3 separate regions of the Zea mays genome follow, and all the other regions are linked to region 1. A link is a contact called in public Hi-C data. All regions are on one chromosome and are shown on one strand. The core of a region is the stretch at or near the end of the contact, and the rest is flanking DNA. Distances in the headings are between cores, read along the strand shown. Region 1 holds the start of LOC100381432. Region 2 holds the start of LOC100273934. Region 3 holds the start of LOC103633431 (putative RNA helicase family protein).

Region 1 (4,863 bases), core at 1,669-4,168:
TAAGTTCTTGCTCGTTGACTCGAGGTACAAAACCACACCTGGCAGCGAAACTTCTAGCTACTTCCCCTTTCCAGTTCCAGGATTCGACTTCTTTGACAAAACTCGTGGTTTTGGTTTGTCCGGAAGAGGGTTCTAATGTGCACACCTGCCACTTGCCAGACAATAGTTAGGCTTAGGCACCAACATGTCCCTCCTTCATATTCTGATTTTTTTTTTCTGATGAAAACATGCACGATGTTTGAAACAAAAAAATCTAGCAGATCGGCGAGGCACTCAGATTCGTTCATGTTCCTGTTCCTGTGTGGGTTCGACACAACGGATCGAATGCATGTCGATCTCTGTACGGTCCAGAATATCATCGCATTAATTCTTCATCTACAACCATAGCAATTGATGGGCCCTGATGATACAATATGATCACGGAAACATAGCAAATTGCATGAATGATATTTAGAACAAGAAAAAGGACTGTCTCCCAGCAGCAGTGCCATTTGCGATAGGGACTTGCTGGCCTATAGGTAGTTTTAAGTTGCAGAATAATAGGGTCGCTGGCCGGTGGTCCTCCTGCTTTTAATGCCTCTATCGATCGAATAGGTTCAGCGGCATATTGTTTTTCTTCTTTTTTTTTTTTGCTACGGCAGCTGGAGGTTGGTTTATGGTTGTGTCTACCAGTCTAGGAAACTTGTCAAAACTTATGTGGATGTAAGTTTTAATCATTGATTATTTGCATGGCCTGATGACAGTTGGGCTAGCTGTTGGTGTTTTAACTTTTAAGTAGTGGATTAGGTTGTAGTTGGACTATGAGCAGCTGAAATATCGCCTTCGGGACTATTTTCGTGTCTTCGGATGTATACTTTTCTACAGCTTGGCTACCAGATTGTCGCTACTGCATGTAGAAAGGTGGAACAAATCACTTCTTTTGACCTGGAAAAAAACTTGGGTGCTGTTTGGTTCAAGAAATGTAACGCAAATGGTAATGGTAACGGTTTATGTTCGATTACTACCGGTAATAAATTTAAATAGGCTGGTATCAAATTTTAGTGTGATATCTGATTACGGTTGGACTAAAACAAACATGATTTAACGTAATCAGTTACCCATTACGTTACAAATATGTGAACCAAACGACACCTTGATTTGTCCAGAGGCGACCGAACTATCTTGTGTTTCAGTTTTACTAAAAAAAGGTTCGGAACAAAAGTTTTTATTACAAGACACCCCCAGCTCACACTCCGAATTTAACACGAAATATGAAATGAAAGGCCATCTGTGGGCATCAAAGAACTCCATAGTTAGAAATGAAAGGTGACTGTTACTTTGGTGGTGCTGATTGATTGAGGCAATAAAATTCCAAGCACAACAGGTTTTAGCATAAGATGTAACCGTAATCAGCCTTGAGAGATGCAAATTGATCCTCAGCCCTTGAAGAGAATTTCCATAACAGCTGTTCTACTTGCTTGTATCTTTGAACATCTGATGAAGCTTTTTAGTGCGAGGTGTTCGGATTGTGTTTCAGCCTGACGTGAAATTTAGCCGTTTTTGTTCACTACTTTTAAGTTGTTGAAAACTAGTGTGTGGACAGCAAATATGTCTGCGTCCCTGTTGATTTAAAGATGGTCGCACCATTTGGTTTCCGAAATATTGACCTCCATGCCCTGTTGTTTTGGCTCCTACAGATTCAAGCCCTATCCTCTCAGGGTGGCCATGCTGACGACCATCTACGGGTTCGGTCTTCACAAGTGGTGGACGTACGTATCTAGCTAGCGGAGTGGGTCTTCACAGCATGACCGACGAACCCGAAGGTTGAAATATCATTGATTAGGTTGTAGCCAAGTTCCTCTTTTTTTTGTTGTTGGATTGGAAGAAGCAAAATACTGTGACAGCGCCTTGTCATATATCATCAGTTCTTCACTGTGATCATGAGATTAGCCAGCTGTTCTAATGGGGAGCGACCCTCGACACAAATTGATATATGTAGCGTAACTAGCGATCTTCCATTCGCGCTGCTGCTGCTCTTTGATCGCCGTCATTGCTTCTGAAGGACTATTGCTTCTGAAGGACTATGAATCTTACAGTTTGCTCGTACCCTGTATGTTCTGCTTGCTTGGGTCTCCAGGAGATCGGTTCAGCAGCCCGAGTGAAGTTGTTTTGGTCATTTGGTGTGAGTGGTGTTGGGTGGTTTATTACTAGGCTTGAAGCTAGGCGTCGTTTGACAGAGATCCTCAAGTCTCCTTCATGGTGGGGCCGGCGATGGGACGCTGCAGGTATTTCTTCTTCCCCAAAATGCCCCGCGACTTTCCAATCCATCTGTGCATGCCTCAGCCTCCATCTGTCTGTCCATCATGCATGCACCAAGACCCTTGTCGTACCAGCGCCCTGAAGACAACCCAACCCAGATGGTCGCGGATGATACTTGGCTCACCCTCGAAGTCACACCAGCCCTGCTGGGCCGATGTGGTATTTGAGGAGCCCTCCAACGGGAAGTTATGAAAGATCCGGCGATTGCAAGGTCGGATTATTTGTCGCTTTCGACTTCCTTTTCCCGTTGCGGTGGACGGCGTTCTCGGAACGCTGGTCCGGCAGGGCGGCCTGTGCGCGGCAGGTGCCAGACCAAGAGAGTCGGGCCGGCTCGCGTCGTTTTCGTGACTCGTGAGTCGTGACCTGGTGTGTTGAGCGCTGGGGCCTGGGTGGGAGCCACCAGGTATGGGTCTCTTCCTTGGCTCGCACTCAGATCGGTTTCGATGCGTTTCCTCCGTCGACAAGGCGCTTGCTTGTCCAGTCTGCAGGAACCAGGAACGGGGCTGGTGCTGGTCCCAGCCAGTTTCTCTCTGTCTCTCCCTCTCCGTGCATGGGCCCGCCCAACTTGCAAATATTTGAAGGCTTGCAGTGATGTTCCACTGCGTCGGGCAGGCTCGGCCGCTCGGGCACAAGGAAGGCTGGCTGGTGCAAGTAAAGTATTATTACCGCTACCGCCACTTCACCACGCCGTGACAGAACAGAGTGACACTTCCTCCTAGAGTCCTAGCGTTTCGTTTTTATTACGCGGTGATGGTGAATGATGAGGAGCATCATCTGGACTGAAACCACCCCAGGCCCCGACTCCGGCCAATAACCACGCAACCGCCAAGATTAGCAGAACCCCAGGATTAACCAGGCCACCCCCGCGCTCCAGCCTCCCGCGCCCGGGCCGCCCTCGGGCCCTTCCCCCCTCCCCGCGCGATCGCCGCCGCAGCATCAATGCCTCCACCTCCGCCGCCGGCCGCCTGCAGCAGGGGGCGGTGCAGCGCGCTCAGCTTCGCGGCGGCGCGGGACCGCTGCTTCAGCCACCGCTTCCGCAGGGCGGGGCTGCGCCCGCTCGCCGTGCCGCTCCCTGGCCCGGGCCCCGACGCCGACCCGGCCACCACCGTCCACATGTGGGTGCCCGCGGGCCCGCCGCCGCGGAACCCGCTGCTCCTCCTGCACGGCTTCGGCGCCTCCGCCACGTGGCAGTGGGCGCCCTACCTCCGCCCGCTGATCGCCGCCGGCTTCGACCCCATCGTGCCCGACCTCCTCTTCTTCGGCGCCTCCTGCACGCGCCTCCCCGACCGCTCCGACGCCTTCCAGGCCTCCGCCATCAAGGCCGCCATGGACGCCATCGGGGTCCCCAGGTTCGGCCTCGTCGGCGTCAGCTACGGCGGCTTCGTCGCCTACCGGATGGCCGCCATGTTCCCTGAGGCGGTCCACCGGGTCGCCCTGGTCTGCGCCGGGGTCTGCCTCGAGGAGAGAGACCTGGCGGAGGGCCTCTTCCCCGTGGCCGGGATCGGGGAGGCCGCCGCGCTGCTCGTGCCGCACCGCCCGGAGGAGGTGCGCCGCCTAGTCCGCCTCACCTTCGCGCGCCCGCCCCTCATCATGCCCTCCTGCTTCCTATGGGACTACATCAAGGTTGGTTTTGGTTACTACTGCCACTACTCGGTTTCAGTCTTCAGTGTTTGGATTCTGTCAAATTTTATTTGAAATTTACATTCAATCCGTTACATACTTACATTACACGGTTATAGGACATCTGGTGGGATTATAAAATCACGTTAGGGCTCCCACGTGTTCTCCTCAACCCCCCTCATCTATGTGCTTGGGTGAATTTTCGTAGAATCTAAACTAGATTTCACACTAATCTGCTCTAATACACGTAACTGCGTTGGATTGTAGTATTTCACTTCTCTCTGGTGCACCATGCACGTGAAAAGTGGGGCCAAGTAGTGCTGCACCATATGATAGGGAAGGGACCTCGCTCGCTATACTTGGAACGATTTTCAGCTGGAATGGTTCCTAGATATGGAATCCATCCATGTTCACTAGATCCTGTTCCCAGCCGGTTTGGTTCGATTCCAGTTGTTCGCTGATGTAGCTCCAATCCGGGCTCAGGAGGGAGTGAAAAGTGTGGAATGTCTTGGTTTTATTTCGGATCAGGCCTATCCGAATAGTCATTTAAAGAGTCGGTCCTAATTTCAATCCGGACCAAATCATTTCAGATGGATCGGGGCGTGTCCCAGTCGGTTGTAGGCCAAACCGAACAAGGCCGTACCAGTAGTCAGCAGACTCGTAGCAGAGTAATTGATAATTCACTAGATATTTTATTTGTGATCATCTTCTCAATTTCCTGGATTAGAATTTTTGTGGACGCTGGACACTATAGAGTTCTGACCAGTATTTCACTTAATATGGTTAAGGTTAACACGTATATTTGGTAGAGCCGACAAAGCCTCACAAAGCTTACACGTGTCAATACCATGGGAGCATATCACCTTTTGGCCTTTGTCCTTGTTCTCTTATTTGCATGTTATTCCCTTCTGTGGAAGGCAGAGTATGGACAGAATTACCAGCAGC
Region 2 (4,863 bases), core at 907-3,406, 400 kb after region 1:
CTCTCTCTAATCCTCACGTCTCCAATCTCATATCCACATATCTCCCCACAAATGCCTTGAGATACCGATAAAAAGGAAAAAGGAACAAAACAAAGGTGCCGGGGAGGAAGGGGATTCAAAGTTACTAGAGGAAGAAACGTTCCTCGTCACCTCTTTCGTCTCAGAGATCAACAGACTGCTTCTAACTTATTACTGTCACCATCCTCTGCTTGTTACAATGCTTCACTGGGTCCTTTTGTACCACTACTTGTTGCTCTGACAAACTCTGAGGTTAAGATGATCAATGCATAACCAAGCGCACAATGCGACACTGCCAACAGAGATTTGATCCACTCAGATTGGTGATATGCTTAGCCTTCTCCTCTTAGAAACTTGATTGTCGTTACTACTACTACTACTGATGTTGTTTGATTGCGATGATACTAGTCTTGCATCTTCACTCCTAAAGCTGAAGCATGTTGCATCCAGCACGCCAATCGGGCTCTGCGGCACTGAAGGGCTTCCATTGACGTGCCCTGTCTTCCTCACCAGCGCTTGCTCTTGCAACAGCTCATAGCATCTAGCAATCATCACCTGGAAACGGAAGACGCAAGCTTCGCACTTTGAGAAATTGTGTAAATGGCAACAGTTGAGTTGATCAGTTTTTTGCGCATGATAAAAGACATTCACCTTATTTATAGGGACTTCAGATGCTGAAAGAGCACTCGAGGAGCCAACAACCTGATTCTCAGAAACTGCTGCTAGAGCTGAGGCCGCGGCAATCTCAGATGGTCTGAATGACAAGAATGTAGAGCCTGTAAATCCATAGGCACACCCAAACATAGCGCCATCAGCAATGCAAGCAAGCGAATTGAACAGACGATGAGCGGCACGGAAAGAGCCAATTGAACCTTTGAGTGTGCCAATTATGATATCGGTGCACCGTGACGCTAGTGCCAAACTCGGCGGCTTCCCACCATTGAACTTGTCGAGGAAGTAGCTGATGAAAGTGAAGGGGGTCACAGCCTGCATTCTCCATTTCAGGGTGGCCAGCACAAGAAGCTCCATCCTCCCAATAGTCCTTGCTTCGAACTCAAATTTCACATCGCAGACCTACCGTGCAGCATCAAGTTTTAACGATTTCATCAACCAATCAGTGAACAGTTATCTGATACCACAATGCTCTAATTTCCCCTTCACCCACCTGAAGGTCCACAGGAAGAGGGAGCACGGTCTCCTCCATCTTGACAGCGAGTGCTAGGCAAGCAACTGACAACAACTGTCGCATCCAAGGCTTATCGTGCTACAGCAGCAAGGACAGACAAAATACAGAGAGAGCATCCATTAGTAAGAGATTAACTGGACGCAGCAAGCAGACAACCAGTGTACATGCTCAGCTCCTTACTGGGAGATCATATGAGGAGAGGAATCTATCCAGGTAATTCACAGCAAGGTAAAGACTGAGTGGTCCAAACCTGTAGTACGAATGGACCTGCAGAGATCAGCACCTCGTCAGTTTTCAACTTGAAACAGAAATTTGCACATAAAAAGGAGGCTCATTGCTATCGCGTCTCGTGACGATCGAATCGGAAACAGGCCACACGACGTAGGACACGCAGACAAAGCTGGGTCACGCAAAGTCAAAGAGAGATAATGCAACCACCTTCCTAAAATAAATCGATTTTGCCTACTAGAAAGGAGGAATAAAATGCAGGAGCGATTAGATACTAGAGAAGGTTTTTTTGTTTTCGGTTTCACCTTGCAAATCCAATCCATGGCGTCTCTCCTCCAGGAGTACTCCAATCCGCCGCGCTCCAGCCTCTCCGCATAGCCGTCTTGAGGCTTGTGGTCCGTCTCCTTCTCCAACAACGCCCGCACGGCCTCATCTGTGTCCACGGGGAACACGGCGCCGACGACGGAGTCCAAGCCGTCATGGCCGCTCCCCACCTCCACCAGCTCGTTGCCGCAGCCGAGGCCGAGTACGTTGTTCCTGTCCTCCCCGCAGAGCAGTGTGGAGGAAGCACCGAGGCAGAGGATTCCCATCTCAGTCAGTCAAAATCGTAGCAAACAGCGGCCTCCTACTGCTGAAGTACAGAAGTAGAACTAGCAGTACTGCTTGGCACTCGAAGAGAAATCGAGGCGACGATCTCTTTGGGTATGTTTTATAATATAGCGTGTGTTGGAAAATGGCAGAAGGGTAAAGTGAGAGTGAGGAGGGATCTCCCCAGTCCCCTCTGCGTGTTTGGGTGTCCACGGGTAAAATAGAGAATTGGTACGGTAGATGCTGGAGACAATCTGATAGCGACGTGAGATTTTAAGGGTAAATGAGTCAAACAAAAATAATTAGGAGATTTCGTGGCAGATTTTGTAGCCTAAGGATTATATTTTCGTTTTAGAAGTTCGGAGAACCATTTTGTTGACCAAAGTTAACTTTTATATTTTCCAATTCTAAACTAAAATACACCAAAAAAAATCGGACCGGTTTTTTTATCTCGGACCGGACCAAAAACAGCAAGTTTTATCGGTTTTTGTTCATGTGATGCTACAATAAATATTTGCTAATCATAGATTAATTAGACTATATAATACCCGTAAATTAGTATTTAAACGTTGGATGTGATAATACTAATTTTTAGTAAAAAAACCAAATAGTCAAATACCCTAGTCTTGGCTGTCATAAACAATCTTGGCCCAGTCCTCCTTCCCCGTCCAAGCGGCGTCCGAGCAATGACATCACATTGGCATAGCTGATACAGCTCCCTTCTAGATTCCTCAAATTGCTATGATTTTAGCGGGTTTGATGAATCTTGGAAGTTGATGGTGGCAAATGGTGGTCGGATGGGTTTCGATGTTTGAAAGTGTTGCACTAATACAAGTGATCTTCGATGGATTGGTTGTTGTTCAACAGAAGATAAAAGAGGTATTATTCAAGGTATACATGGGAGGGATTGTACATGTTACATGAATGTGAGAAATCATTACCTTTAAATTATTTATTTTTCACACGCTACATTTTGGAGACATGATAAAGTCTGCTAATATGTGGTGCAAGTTTGTGTACATGAAAATAGGAGCAAAAATGCAGAATCTTGATATAAGCAAAATGATGATGTTCGCTTCGGATTAAAGCCAGTTGTTTATACTGATACAACTGAAATCTATAGAGACAAAAATATTGTAGGAGCACTAGAAGTTCAACCATATGCTCTTTTGTGTTCATATGTATACTATTGAGAATGTAAACTGCAATTGGGATATGCAATTTTTTCTACATGAAAATAGAAACAGAGAACCTTGATACAAGCAAAAGAATCTCAGTTTATCATTTGCTTTTGTATTCAGAACACGCTCCCTCTTTTGTAAATGTAATGAGGTCATTACTCATTAGCCTCTAGGCTAGAGTAAAATTTATGCAAAATATGTTATTACTGTTAAAATGGGCTATCATGTGTTAACTGTGTTATTTAATATCTCTGTCTTCTTTTTTCTGGTCTCGACTTTTTGAATAGTAAATAATAAAAAAAGAAGGAAAAACAGAGCTCTCATCCAAGCTCTCTCTTCAACGAAGGGAGGCCTCAGGTGAGATGAACGAAAGCTTGAGCAGACAGCACAAAACAACATAAGAACATGGCTGCCTCTGCCTGGTGGTGCTCCCAGACTCCAATGTGAGAGACGACTCAATGTAGTCTAGTAACGGAGCCGTTCCCCAGTTTCTTGACAGGCTAACAACCAACTAAACAGCTAAATAGGCAACAAAACAAAGAATATTATTCATAAGATTCTGGCATGCATACACTAGGACCAGAAACAACCACCAACTGCAGTACTTGAAAACGCTTTTGAATTCTCCAGGATTTACTAATTCAGCAGATTAAAACATGGGCAAAACCAAAATGCCAGGAACTGCATGTCCAGCTTCCATGATATGCACTCAAAGTGTCAAGCGATCTCACTAGCATTAGCTAACAGTATAGCCCTATTTCGGCCTGCAGATAATAGGATCTTTGCACTAGAGGACATCAGTTTCCTTCGTACTTCGGGTCTGCCATCACGAAGTGGTACGCAATAACCAAGACAAAGATGAAGATGCCCAGGAAATTGGCAAAGAAGCCCAGGTCTTGATCGTCAAACATCTGAAATTAAGAATGCAAACAGATTTTGGTTACCAGTAATATCCAGCAAGTTATGCACAATATTTTGGTAATTGGCAACAAGCGATTGAGGAATGTTTCACTCAATTATAATACAAAGCAGGACGCTAATGTGCAACCACGTTCGTCCACGTCAGCACAAAAAATAGCGTTCACACGATATTTTATCAACAGGTTTCAGGACTCCACACGCCGCGATTGTTCTAGAAGCCAAAGCGACTCGACAAACATTTATTATTCTAAAGAAGCCATGGCCCGGAGTCCCCCCTCCACAGACAAAGAGCCACGGTGGCAGCAGCTCGGCTGCTCGCCGCGCGCACTCCGGCAACGAAGGTCGACGCCTGCTCGCGTAAAGTAAGGCGACCCATCTAACGCGCTTGATAATGGTACGTCATCAAACTGTCGGTGGCTAGACCGGCATCGTCGACGGCCAGTGCGACCACACGCACCAAGCGTCGCACGGAGGAGGAGAAGGCTAAGGCGGTCGTGGGCTCGTGGCGCGTTCGGTGGGCATTCGGTTGTTCGGTTTGTACGAAGAAAAAACCGATACCGGAACCGATCCCCGAACTACGGGAAAACAACAACCGAAACTAAACCGAATAACCGAATAAGCCGAAACTTCGGCTCGGTTCGGTTTGGTTTTCGGTTGTAAAGTGCCCAGCCCTAGCTCCCAGGTAACGAGCTGCTACCTTTTCGTTTTGCACACATCACACATGCTTCTTGCTCAGCTTCT
Region 3 (4,863 bases), core at 1,023-3,522, 380 kb after region 1:
ACTTGGTTTCATATAAAAACATGAAAAAATTGAATTGTTAATATTAAGAGTATTTTTGTTTTTTTACATAGCCAGGAGAGATAAAGTAAACATAAAACAAGGCTGAAGGGGTATGTAGAGAAGCCTAAATTTAAAAGCCCTAATATATAGAAGCATATGTACAAGGTCACAAAATATAGAAGCCACACTTCCATAACCCTAAAATAGCAATTGTCTTCGCGGAAAGGAAGTATATGTGTATAGCTTAGTTGAAGTGATGATGTAATATGCTATATCGAATGTTTTATACAATACTTATTTAAACTTCAGTTCCAAGTATTTTTGCTAATTGCCTTTTTCTTTTGATTAAATTTTGGGGTTTGTTTGATTTTTCTTTCGAAGATTGAACGTTGCAACGAGCAACATGAACATGACACATTCCCTAAACCCTGTAATGTTGCCTAGATAGAAAAGTTGTGTTCGTTCTCACACCTTGCCTTCGTCGATAGCTACAAGGACTAACAAAAGTACTTCTTCAGAGTTTTGTCAAAATAAAAGTTTGGCTTTGAAGTGCAAGGAATTATTTCTAAATCCCTTATAATGGTCCGTTGGATAGGTCAAGAATCCCGACTCTGAGTGGCGTTGGATTTGAGTACCAGAGGCGGATAAATGTAGTTAATATTTCTCTTTAATACCATATTCATATGGCCGTCCACACAAAATAGAACAATTTTTACGTCAAAACGGTTTAGACTGTGCATAACCTCCAAATGTTTTTGATTCGCATCCAATCCAATCCTAAATTGTTTTTATAGACACATCCAACTATATACATTAGGTGGAAGGACTATATACATTTTTAAGTGATCAGTTTTTCCTAAAACACTATCCGAGTCTTTGGCAAGACTACAACTCTTTTAGTCTCTTGAGGCTTTTATCTGGAAACCACACTAAACAACCGTCTTATAAATACAAATACTAGGCTCTAGCTTTTGGCTTGACTCTTACCGCAGAACCGTGCCAAACAACCATGGATGGTACTACTCATTGCAAAGAGCTAGAACCTTTTTTTTTATTGCGTCGAAACCATGAAAACATGCCTTCCCTTAGCTGACCACACTTGACAAAAACAATATTACAAAACTGATTTAAAGCTATTTTAGCTAATTTTTTCAAAATGACTTTAGTTTCATCATAGAATCTGTTCTCTAAGAGAAACCATAGGAGTCAGAGTATTTGCCAAATTGACGCGAAGAATCCACAATCTTGACTTTAACATGTGTAATTAATCTTATGTGCATAACTGATCTAACCATTAAATGAACTTTGTTTTTAATACAACGTTGATTAGTTTTAGCACTAGAATTGAATTACACTATTCACAAAAATATAGATTAACTGAATAATAACTAGCAAAGGGCAGAATATGGAAATTCTGATTCACAGGCCGAATTCACATTTTAAAAGGAAATATAATAAATGGTGTCTTCAAGACCATGATATGCTGTCTTCAACCCGTCATCATGGTTAAATGAAAATAATTAAGATACGCTACATTATCTTATCTTATCTTATCTTATCACTAGTACTAGATTATACTCTCTTCGTATAAAAAATTTATAATTCTATGTTCAAATTTGTCAAACTTTCTAAATCTCGATCTACTTTATAAAAAATATAAATTTGTAACTTTGATTATAATTATAAGATAATATTAACAATTATAGTGTATACTCCATCTATCCTAAAATTCCTAAAATATTATTCGTTTTAGCTCTTGTTTTTATGTCTATATTCAAATAAATGGTGATAAATCTAAACAAATATATAAAATATACATAAATATTGTACAAATCTATTAATTATTTAAAATAAATTTTAATTTAGGATAGAGAGAGTATTTAATATTATTAGATAAATCATCGAATATATTTTAATAACAAAGTTTATTGAGATATAAATATTACTACTATTTTTCTACAAATCTACCCAAATCTAAAAAAATATAATTAAAAGGTGTTTGATTAGCAAGAATCTTATAGCGAGAGTACCAAGGGTATATTTTTTCTTAAATAAAGGCAACGTTTCAGCGCGTATAAGTTTTTTAGAACATGTGATCTTGTCGGTTGCTGAGATCTTCAGCTACAATTCGGTTCCGATGCAAATCTTGTGAAATCACTATGTTTCCAAACCTTTTTTTAATAAAAAAAACTTGTAGCAGGTACCGTGGTCTTTTTAAAACAAAGATGATCACGACATACATATACGATAAAGAAATACACGAACTAAAACGTGCATGATCAGGGTGCCGCGTTGAGTTTAAGATCGGACTCTTGTCATCTTTCACCTTTTCCTGTTCCCCTCGTGTGTTCCCGGCGGCCTTTCCCCTTTCCCCTCCCAAAAACCTCTCCCAAACCCTTGGAACCTACGCCGCCGACGCCGCCCTCGCAGCCACCACCGCCGCCCTCGCAGCCACCGCCGCAGCAATGCTCCGATCTCAGGACCGCCGACCCTTCCGCCCGCCGGATCGGGCTCCACGGCCTCCCCACCCCCACCGCGACCAGCACAACCACAACGAACACCGGTACCAGCCTCTCTCCCACCCCCACATCGACCGACGCTACAGCAATGAACACCGGTATCAGCCCCGCGGCCAGCATCAGCGCGGTTGCCACGTGCAGCCGCCCCTTCGCCCGTCGCAGTTCGAGGTATTCCTCGTCCGCCCGGGCCCCGATTTATCCGCGCCGACCGCCATTGAGGTGGAGGCCCTCCTCGCGGGCCTCCCGTCGCCGGCCCCGGCCAGCATATCCGTCCAATCCTCCGGCCGCCATGCCGCGCGCCTCGTCTTCACCTCCATCCCGGCCGCCGCGGCCGCCGCGCGCGAGCTCTGGGCGCTCCGCCTCGAGGGGCTCCACCTCCTCACCCTGGACCTCCCGCACCCCGCCCTCGCCGCCCACGCCTCGCCGCTCATCGCCTCGCTCTTCGCCTCCCACGCCTCCCGCCTTCTTGACTCTGACATCATGGTCCTCTCGGCCGCCCGCTCTGCCGAGCTTGAGGCGTCCGTACGGGATGTAAAACAACGTCTGGGCTCGCCTAATCGATTCCGCGACTTCCATCAGCTAGACCTCGAGAAGAAGACACTGGAGTCTGAGAAGGAATTTGTCGACTCCAAAATTGCGGAGTACAAGGAGGCGATGTGGTCGATACAGCGGGCAATGTTGCGTGGATCGGGGGACAAGGAGGAGGGTGTCGACTTGTTTGCGGCTGTAGATGATGGGGAGGTGGACTTTGTTAAGGTGCATATGATGCTGCTGCGTGAGTGCCGGAGGCTTAAGGAGGGCCTGCCAATCTATGCATACCGCAGGAGGATTCTTAACCATATTTTCGCCAACCAGGTAACGATATATCATTTGAATTCACTATGTGCTTTTAATTTAGGGCTTGTTCGGTTATTGATATTACATGTGTATTGGAGTGTATTGGGTGGGATTGTGATGGATTTTGACTTGTTATGGATTTAAACCGGCTCAATCCTACCCAATACATGTGGATTATCACCAAAACGAACAAGCCCTTAAAGGGAATTGCAATGACATGTGAATTATTTGATTTTTTTGCTCAGTATGCTTACAACTGTAGAGAATTCTTGTGCCTATATTTTGGTTGCGAGTGCCTTCTTAGATTATAATATATGAGAGAAATTAAACTCCTCCCTTTTCTCTTAGAAAAAACAGGTCACTGTCGCACTTGTTTCCTAAAAAATCGACATCCTGATTTTGTTTGTAAGTTTGTGCCAGCCTTCGAACGGGCATGTGAAGGGGTTCCATTGACCCCCAGACTTCCAACTGTTTAACCAGTATAACCCAAGAGAAGTTGGCAGTCGTGTTCCTCTCCATGCCACTTCTGTTGGGCACAGCTGTGAAGTAGCGAGGTAAAAGATGATTTAGCCCCTATAGATAGAACAAAGCAAAGTTGTTTTTTGGTAAATGCATCTCCATGTCACAATGCAGTTGCAGCATATCTAAAGTTTTAAACACCAGCACAGCTTGCACGGCCATGCGTGCTTATGATTTTTAACAAGAGTTGGCTTACAATTTTGTTTTCCCAACTATGGAATAGTAAAAATGATGGCAAGAATCGACATCGATAACGTTTTCTGTTTCCTCATAATTCATACCCTCTCTGCATATGCAGATAGCTCCTCCCTCTCCCTTTTTCATTTTTTGTAAATACAGCAACACTTAGAACCTTCCACATGGCTAGATGAGACTCGATAGTTGGATGTTTCGTTATGTATGGTTCATAATGTCTGGTAAATAGCATGCACTACCTCCACCCGCAAAAAAAATGCAATTCTAGCACAATATCTTGTTAAAGTATCTTGAGTTTGGCTAGCTATACATAAAAAATATCAATATTTATAATATCAAATGAGTATCATTAGATTTTTCATCAGATATATATTTTCATACTGTACTTGGTGTTATAAACATTAATGTTTTTACCTATAAATTTGGTCAAACTTTAGACACACTAACCAAGAATGCACCTACAATTGCATTCTTTTGTGGATAGAGGTAGTATGGTTCTTGGTTCAATACTATAATACTGAAACTTTTACTGGAGTATTTGCGAAGAGGTTAGTACAGTAAGGAACTTGTAATTCCAACGCAAAGGAATTTTGTTTTGATTTCTGAGGGGGCAGCTTCGAGAAAAGTTTTTTTTGCCTCGTATGATGCACTCTGTTGTTTCATTAAAGAACAAGAGTGCAGAGCTATAGACCACCATTCACGCCCACTAAAAGACTTGGTGTTTGGTTTGAGGAATCACTCCATCCTAGATGAGGTAATGCGCCATTCTTCAAATTTGGTGGAATGACTTCAT

What was found. Hi-C and Micro-C count contacts between places; a contact is called where the count stands out from the background.
Region 2: a contact with region 1 is called in a Hi-C map of bundle sheath, with 2.5 times the contacts expected there. The contact joins the promoter of LOC100273934 here to the promoter of LOC100381432 in region 1. A contact is called at or near these places in 7 of 25 Hi-C or Micro-C datasets (bundle sheath, ear, leaf and 2 more).
Region 3: a Hi-C map of ear shows a contact between it and region 1, with 2.8 times the contacts expected there. The contact joins the promoter of LOC103633431 here to the promoter of LOC100381432 in region 1. A contact is called at or near these places in 3 of 25 Hi-C or Micro-C datasets (ear, seedling and tassel).

What each region holds. Positions count from the first base shown.
Region 1 is chr7:175,665,950-175,670,812 of Zm-B73-REFERENCE-NAM-5.0, reverse strand. LOC100381432 reads left to right here and starts at 2,918. Exons shown (of 5, transcript NM_001174273.1): 1 at 2,918-3,921. The coding sequence starts at 3,238. It overlaps LOC103633435, which reads left to right. Exons shown (of 2, transcript NM_001149706.2): 2 at 1,677-1,917. The coding sequence ends at 1,764.
Region 2 is chr7:175,264,558-175,269,420 of Zm-B73-REFERENCE-NAM-5.0, reverse strand. It overlaps LOC100273934, which reads right to left and starts at 2,156. Exons shown (of 6, transcript NM_001148326.2): 1 at 1,738-2,156; 2 at 1,385-1,471; 3 at 1,184-1,282; 4 at 891-1,092; 5 at 670-794; 6 at 1-573. The coding sequence starts at 2,022. The coding sequence ends at 334. LOC100274924 reads right to left here. Exons shown (of 2, transcript NM_001331157.1): 2 at 3,728-4,112. The coding sequence ends at 3,999.
Region 3 is chr7:175,281,664-175,286,526 of Zm-B73-REFERENCE-NAM-5.0, reverse strand. LOC103633431 (putative RNA helicase family protein) reads left to right here and starts at 2,272. Exons shown (of 3, transcript XM_020541022.2): 1 at 2,272-3,374. The coding sequence starts at 2,466.